Regions from separate parts of the Mus musculus genome. Here region 2 is linked to region 1. The links are chromatin contacts, called in public promoter capture Hi-C maps. All regions are on one chromosome and are shown on one strand. Each heading gives the region's core, a stretch centred on a gene start, on an enhancer-like site or on the middle of the called end of the contact. The rest is flanking DNA. Distances are from core to core; before and after follow the strand shown.

What was found. Promoter capture Hi-C pulls out the DNA fragments that hold promoters and counts their contacts.
Region 2: a promoter capture Hi-C map of liver shows a contact between it and region 1, with 2.3 times the contacts expected there. The contact joins the promoter of Wdr31 here to the promoter of Zfp37 in region 1. A contact is called at or near these places in 3 of 39 promoter capture datasets (cranial neural crest and liver) and 2 of 9 other capture datasets (adipose tissue and pancreatic islet).

The regions. Positions count from the first base shown.
Region 1 is chr4:62,207,136-62,209,913 of GRCm38.p6, forward strand. Zfp37 (zinc finger protein 37) reads right to left here and starts at 1,411. Exons shown (of 4, transcript NM_001290351.1): 1 at 1,194-1,411. The coding sequence starts at 1,226. Gm30451 (a long non-coding RNA gene) reads left to right here and starts at 1,789. Exons shown (of 2, transcript XR_390634.1): 1 at 1,789-1,830; 2 at 1,981-2,267.
Region 2 is chr4:62,469,491-62,472,268 of GRCm38.p6, forward strand. Wdr31 (WD repeat domain 31) reads right to left here and starts at 1,409. Exons shown (of 11, transcript NM_023597.3): 1 at 1,329-1,409.

The sequences.
Region 1 (2,778 bases), core at 161-2,660:
GGGTGAAGAGATGTCTCAGTTGTTAAGAGCACTGGCTGCTCTTCCAGAGGACCTGGGTTCAATTCCCACCCACATGGCAGTCTGTAACCCCAGTTTCAAGGGATCCGACACCATCACACCAATGCACATACGATAAAATTAAATAAATTATTTTTAAAAAGAGACTGGCCCTATATGTTGCTACTTAAAATTCTCTGGCATAAAATAGGTGTTCATCTTATACTCTGTTTTACAATTTTCTAACCATTGACACTCAAATATCCCTCAGTCACTAACCTTCCTAAACCTCCTCTACATAGAAGTTCCCAATTACCATTCTTCACAGAACAGTCACTAACCTCCACTCAACTCCAGTGACCTTACAGAACCTTCTATCATAAAACCCTGAAAACTCACAAAGCCTTGGCCTCAGAGTCCTAGTCACAGAATCATAATAATTATTATTAATTCCTACCAAGAACCCCATCACTAAAGGGACAGTTAGGACTACTGATACCCTTTCTCCCTAGATGACAATCTGCCATCCAAATAGGCACTTCAATATAAGACTTCTTGTATTCCACCAACTGTCATCTGCTCATTAGCCTCCAGGTTCCCCCCTCACTGCCAGTCATAGCACACAAAACGAGGACTCTTAAAGACATTGCTTATTAGACTTCCAGAAATGCCACCATTACTGACCCCAAGGGCTCAAATTCTAATCCCCACATATTCCAAATGAACCAGTTCTCCAAATCTCAATACTGCCCCTCCCACAGTGCAGCCTGTAATCCCCAGTTACCTAAAACACCAGCTCCCAAGCAGTTCAAATTCTAATCCTTGTAGGGCTTCCCGTCTGTAATACATCACAAAGCCCTCATTTCAGATCTTGCTAGCTTTCCAGACCCAGACTCAGTCACTGTGACTATTACAGATGCCTCCCCGCTCCCAAGCATCACTTACCTAGACAGATCCGTCAAAATACTGATTTCCGAAAGTTACAGCAATCCCCAACTCCATATGCCCCCAATATCACGGGCACTTAATACTCCATATGCCCATAATACCCCAATACCTTGGTCCCTTAGAACACCGGCCTTCCCAAAAGACTATTCAACAACAACGCCACAGATTCTCAAATCTCGTCCACTAGGACTCCAGTCACCCTCCAATCACCGACAACCAAACCAACCCCAAGCCCTTACCGCCCTCACCGCATCGCTTTCCGCAGGCTCGGATGTAGCCATCTCCTCCGGACGCCTGGCTTTGTCCGCACTCCTCCGATCCAGCGCCTCTGGCTTTGTCAGGTCCTCGATGGAGTCAGAGGCCGATATGGCGGCCACCCCGGGCACCGCTTCAGAGGGTCCGGGGGCTTCGATGGCGGAGACCTGCGGAGATTGCTTGTGGGCGCGGCCATCTTGGCATGGACCCCGCCGTACAACGGAGGCGCGGGCGCCTCTGGGATCACTGTGCCGGCAGGGCTGGCGATTCGTGAGTCCTGGTTCCCGGAGCTGCGACGTGTCCCAGGCAGGAAGTGCTCAGAGGAGCTGCTGCGCGGGACACGCACCCCAGACCTAAATTCGGGAGGCGCGGGGAGGCCTCGCCTCGGGGGTTCTGTTACAGAATTCGGAATTACTTTTCCAAAGGGTTTTCCAGTTGCGGTTGCCGGGGAAACCCGGGAAGCAGGATGAGGAATCCAGAAAGAGAAAGAAACCAGAAAAGCTGGTCTAGACTAGTAACGTTGACTTACAGAGAGAAGACATTTATCGCTAAGACATAGCAAAAATTCTTTGGATTACTGTTATAATGGAGAGGGGAGGGAAGAGGCCGACAGCGAACACGGCACTCCTGGTGAGAGCCCAGCACTGGTGAAGACATTTCCTCAGAACTGCACAGCTGTTAAAATGACTTCTCAGTGCACTACTTAACAAGCTCATTGCGTTTACTCAACAGTTTTTATGTAGAATTTTTGATATGTAAATATGTACAATCCATGTGCAGGATGAAGAACAGGACTACACAACCTTCATCCCCCTCCTCAGTTTGGATTCGCAGTAGGGCAGAGATGGTGAGATTACTGCAAATGCGTGGTTTCTCATTGATTGACTCAACACCCCTATTGGAAAATGGATCCAGTGAGGAGACTGCCTGCAATCCCATTACGCAGGAAGCAGGGGCAGTGTTTTCAAGACTAGCCTTGTTATATAGAGTGAACTTGAGGTTAGCGTGAGCTATCCAAAGCACTTGTCTCAAAAGGGCAAAATAAAATAAGGGTTTTTATAGCTTTATTCAATGTACAGCGGGAGAAAGAACAGAACTGATTTGTGGGGGCCAGAGTATAAATATAAGAGTTAGTTCTCTCTTTATGGGGATCCAGGGACTTCACTCCGTTCTCCAGACTTACCTACCACAATGGTTGCTATTTACACTCCGAGCCTTCTCACAGGCACTAACATTTTAAGCTGTTGCTGTTTTTCCTGAAGTCCCCTTCTGAAAACAGAACCTAGGGCCTTGTGCTTACTAGGCAACTAACTACTCTGTACTGAGCTAAAGCCCAAAGCCCAAATTAAAAACAAACAAACCTGTTTTGCATGCCGCCCCCGCCCCCGCCCCCACCCCCACCCCGTCTGCTTGTCTCCCTTAGTTTCACCTCCAGTTCTTGAGCCTCTGGTAATGGGGTATCCACCAGAGAAGACTGCTCAGACATGGGTTCAAGCCAACAGAAAAGCTAGCCAGTGACTTCCCTGGGTGTTTGGGATCCCAGTGTAACACTGAGCCTTCCTCGGGATGTGCTTTTAA
Region 2 (2,778 bases), core at 159-2,658, 260 kb after region 1:
TGGGGGAAGCAGATCTACATCTGAACCCCTGATCTGTCTCTGTCCAAATCTGCTTTCCAAAGGCCTACATTAGATAGAGCTCAGAAAATCCTCTTTCGGTTATGTAGTACACAATTCCTTTATAGCCTTTGATACAACTGTGATCCATAGAGCTAACTTGCTGTCATGGGGGCAGAACTGAGTGAAATGAATCTTATTTCAGTAGACTTTTCTCATCCTGTCTGTAGACACACACACACACAAAGATTCAAAACAACAACAACAACAACAAAAAACCTCTCATATGATCCTAGTGACTTGAGATGTCTTATACAAACATTTGCAGTCTGACACAGTATTAACCCAAATATTGAAGAAATGACGCTGTAAAATGTACTACTTAGCAAGGTAGTGAGATGCCCCTTGCCTCTTCACCTACCATGAATCACACAAGACTGAGCAAGTTCCCCGTGACTTGTTATCGAAAAGAACTCTTCCCACTCGGGTTTATTCTAAGAATGTGCCTACTAGGCCTGACTTTTCTTGTGATATATTCTTTTTAATAAATCTCTGTGTATGTGTTCTGGCCTAGCAAGTATGATCACTGAGACTTTTAACATGGCGCTAGTTGTGTACATGATTATTATTATTTTTTTTTTTTTTTTTTGAGACAGGGTTTTACTGTGTAGCCCTGGCTGTCATGGAACGAACTCACTCTGTAGACCAAGCAGGCTGTCCAAGAACTCAGAGATCTGCCTGCTTCTACCGCCTCAATGCTGGGACTAAAGGCATGCACTGCCACTTCCCAACTGGTATAAATGATTTTTTTTTTAAATCCACGCTCTCTTCCCAAATCTTTCACATGGATGTCTATCTAACCTATACTCTCTGTGACTAAGACATCTACACCAGTGTTCAAAGATTAACAAACGACTCGCAGAAGCTTATAGGAGGTGGACTGGTTTGACTCTAATGATAATGTAAAGGAAAAGATTCAGACAGTAAGAGGATTTACAAGACACCCGGTCTCACTGAGGGTCGGCGCTAGATCAGAACTCCCAACGTTGAGGACCATCAGCGTGCAGTTCTTTGTTGTCTTGTTTGTTTTCTTTCTGGCCCTTCAGATTATAAATGCTCCTACTCCTGTCCATTATCTGAACTGCTAAAGCTTACTTTCATGTGCACGTGCCAGGGGAGGATTACGCCAAGATGGAAGCAGGTGAAACCAGGTCCTACACATACCCTCCCAGACCTCCTCCTCACTTCGGGTGGGTGGCTGGCTACCGCTGGGGAGAGCGCGAAGATGCCCCCCGATGCTCCCTCTCTCCCACCTCGGGCTCCATACCCACCGGTGGGCTAGCACCGAGGCCCGAAAGCACGGGTAGCAGGCATCCTTAGCTTCCACAGGTTCCCGCGCCTCCGCCCCTAGCAACCAGGCGCGCGTCGCTAGGGCGGGAGTTCCACCTAAACGCTCCGGGCGTCCACGGCAGCCCCGGAACCCAGGTTCCACGTGCCGGAAGTCCCTCAGGGGCCGAGCCGAGAGAGCGTATTTTCCTTTTCTAATTTGATGGTATGTGAATATTCTATGCAGGGGAGGTTTGTGCTTAACCACGCTACATGAACATGAAGCACCTGTATCCTCCAAGAAAAGCGGTGATATCTGTCGTAGCCACAGCGAGTAAGCGATTAATAAGTGTCACTTTGTAATTATTATTCGCCCAGAAAATTTATTTTAAATGTCCCTGAATATAGACAGAGATTTTCTCCATTGAACATTTCCCAAACATCTTAATCCATTCCTCTCATTTGGCATGTGTGTGTTTATTTTTACTAATTTTTCTAAATAGATAAAGTAATGAGTTTCAAATATATGGAAGGTTTTGATTGTGCCGTTCGCCTTTGTGTGGGGACCATGTTAATTTGTTTTCTGTGTCAATCCACTTTTTAAAAAACGGTTTGAAAATAACTTATTTTATAAGTGTGAGTGCTTTATCTGCATATACATATATATATATATATATATATATATATATATATATATATATATATATAATTTGTGTGCCTACTGAGTTCTAATCCTACAGAACGTGAGTTACCGATGGTTGTGAGCTCGATGGTTGTGAGCTGCCCTGTGGGTTTTGGGAACTGAACCTGTGTCTTCTGCAGGTGCTATAAGTGCTCTTAACCGCTGAGCCATCTCTCCAGTTCCTATATTGTTCCAATTTTAACACATGTGCTGCCAAACTGAATACTTTTCACTTTGTTTTTCATCAAACTGGGATGAGCCAGCACCACAAACAAAAAGACTGTCAGTACCTTCTTCAGATTCAAATGGGAAGGTACTAACAAAAGACTAACATCTCGAGAGATGACTTAGCGGTTAAGAGATCCTGAGTTCAATTCCCAGCAACCTCATGACAGCTCATAACCATGTGGGATCTGATGCTCTCTTCTGGAACACAGGTGTGCATGTTCTAGCTCTACAGGTAGAGCACTCATATTCACAAAATAAATAAATCTTTTAAAAAATAGTTGTTAGGTAAATTTTGGAGTCAGTGTATAACCCATTGCTATGGCAAAATACTAGCAGTAGAATAGACTTCTACTGATTTCTACAAAATACTGTATTTCTACAAAATACTGGCAGTAGAATAGACTTCTACTGATTTGGGTCAAGTACAAACTAAGGTGTTAGAGTCTACTCCCAAAGCACTCTGTTCTGGGATACAACCACTTTGAGAAATGCTTCTGGCATCTGATCCTTCCAAACTGGTATCTGTAGTCACACTTGTCCCGGAG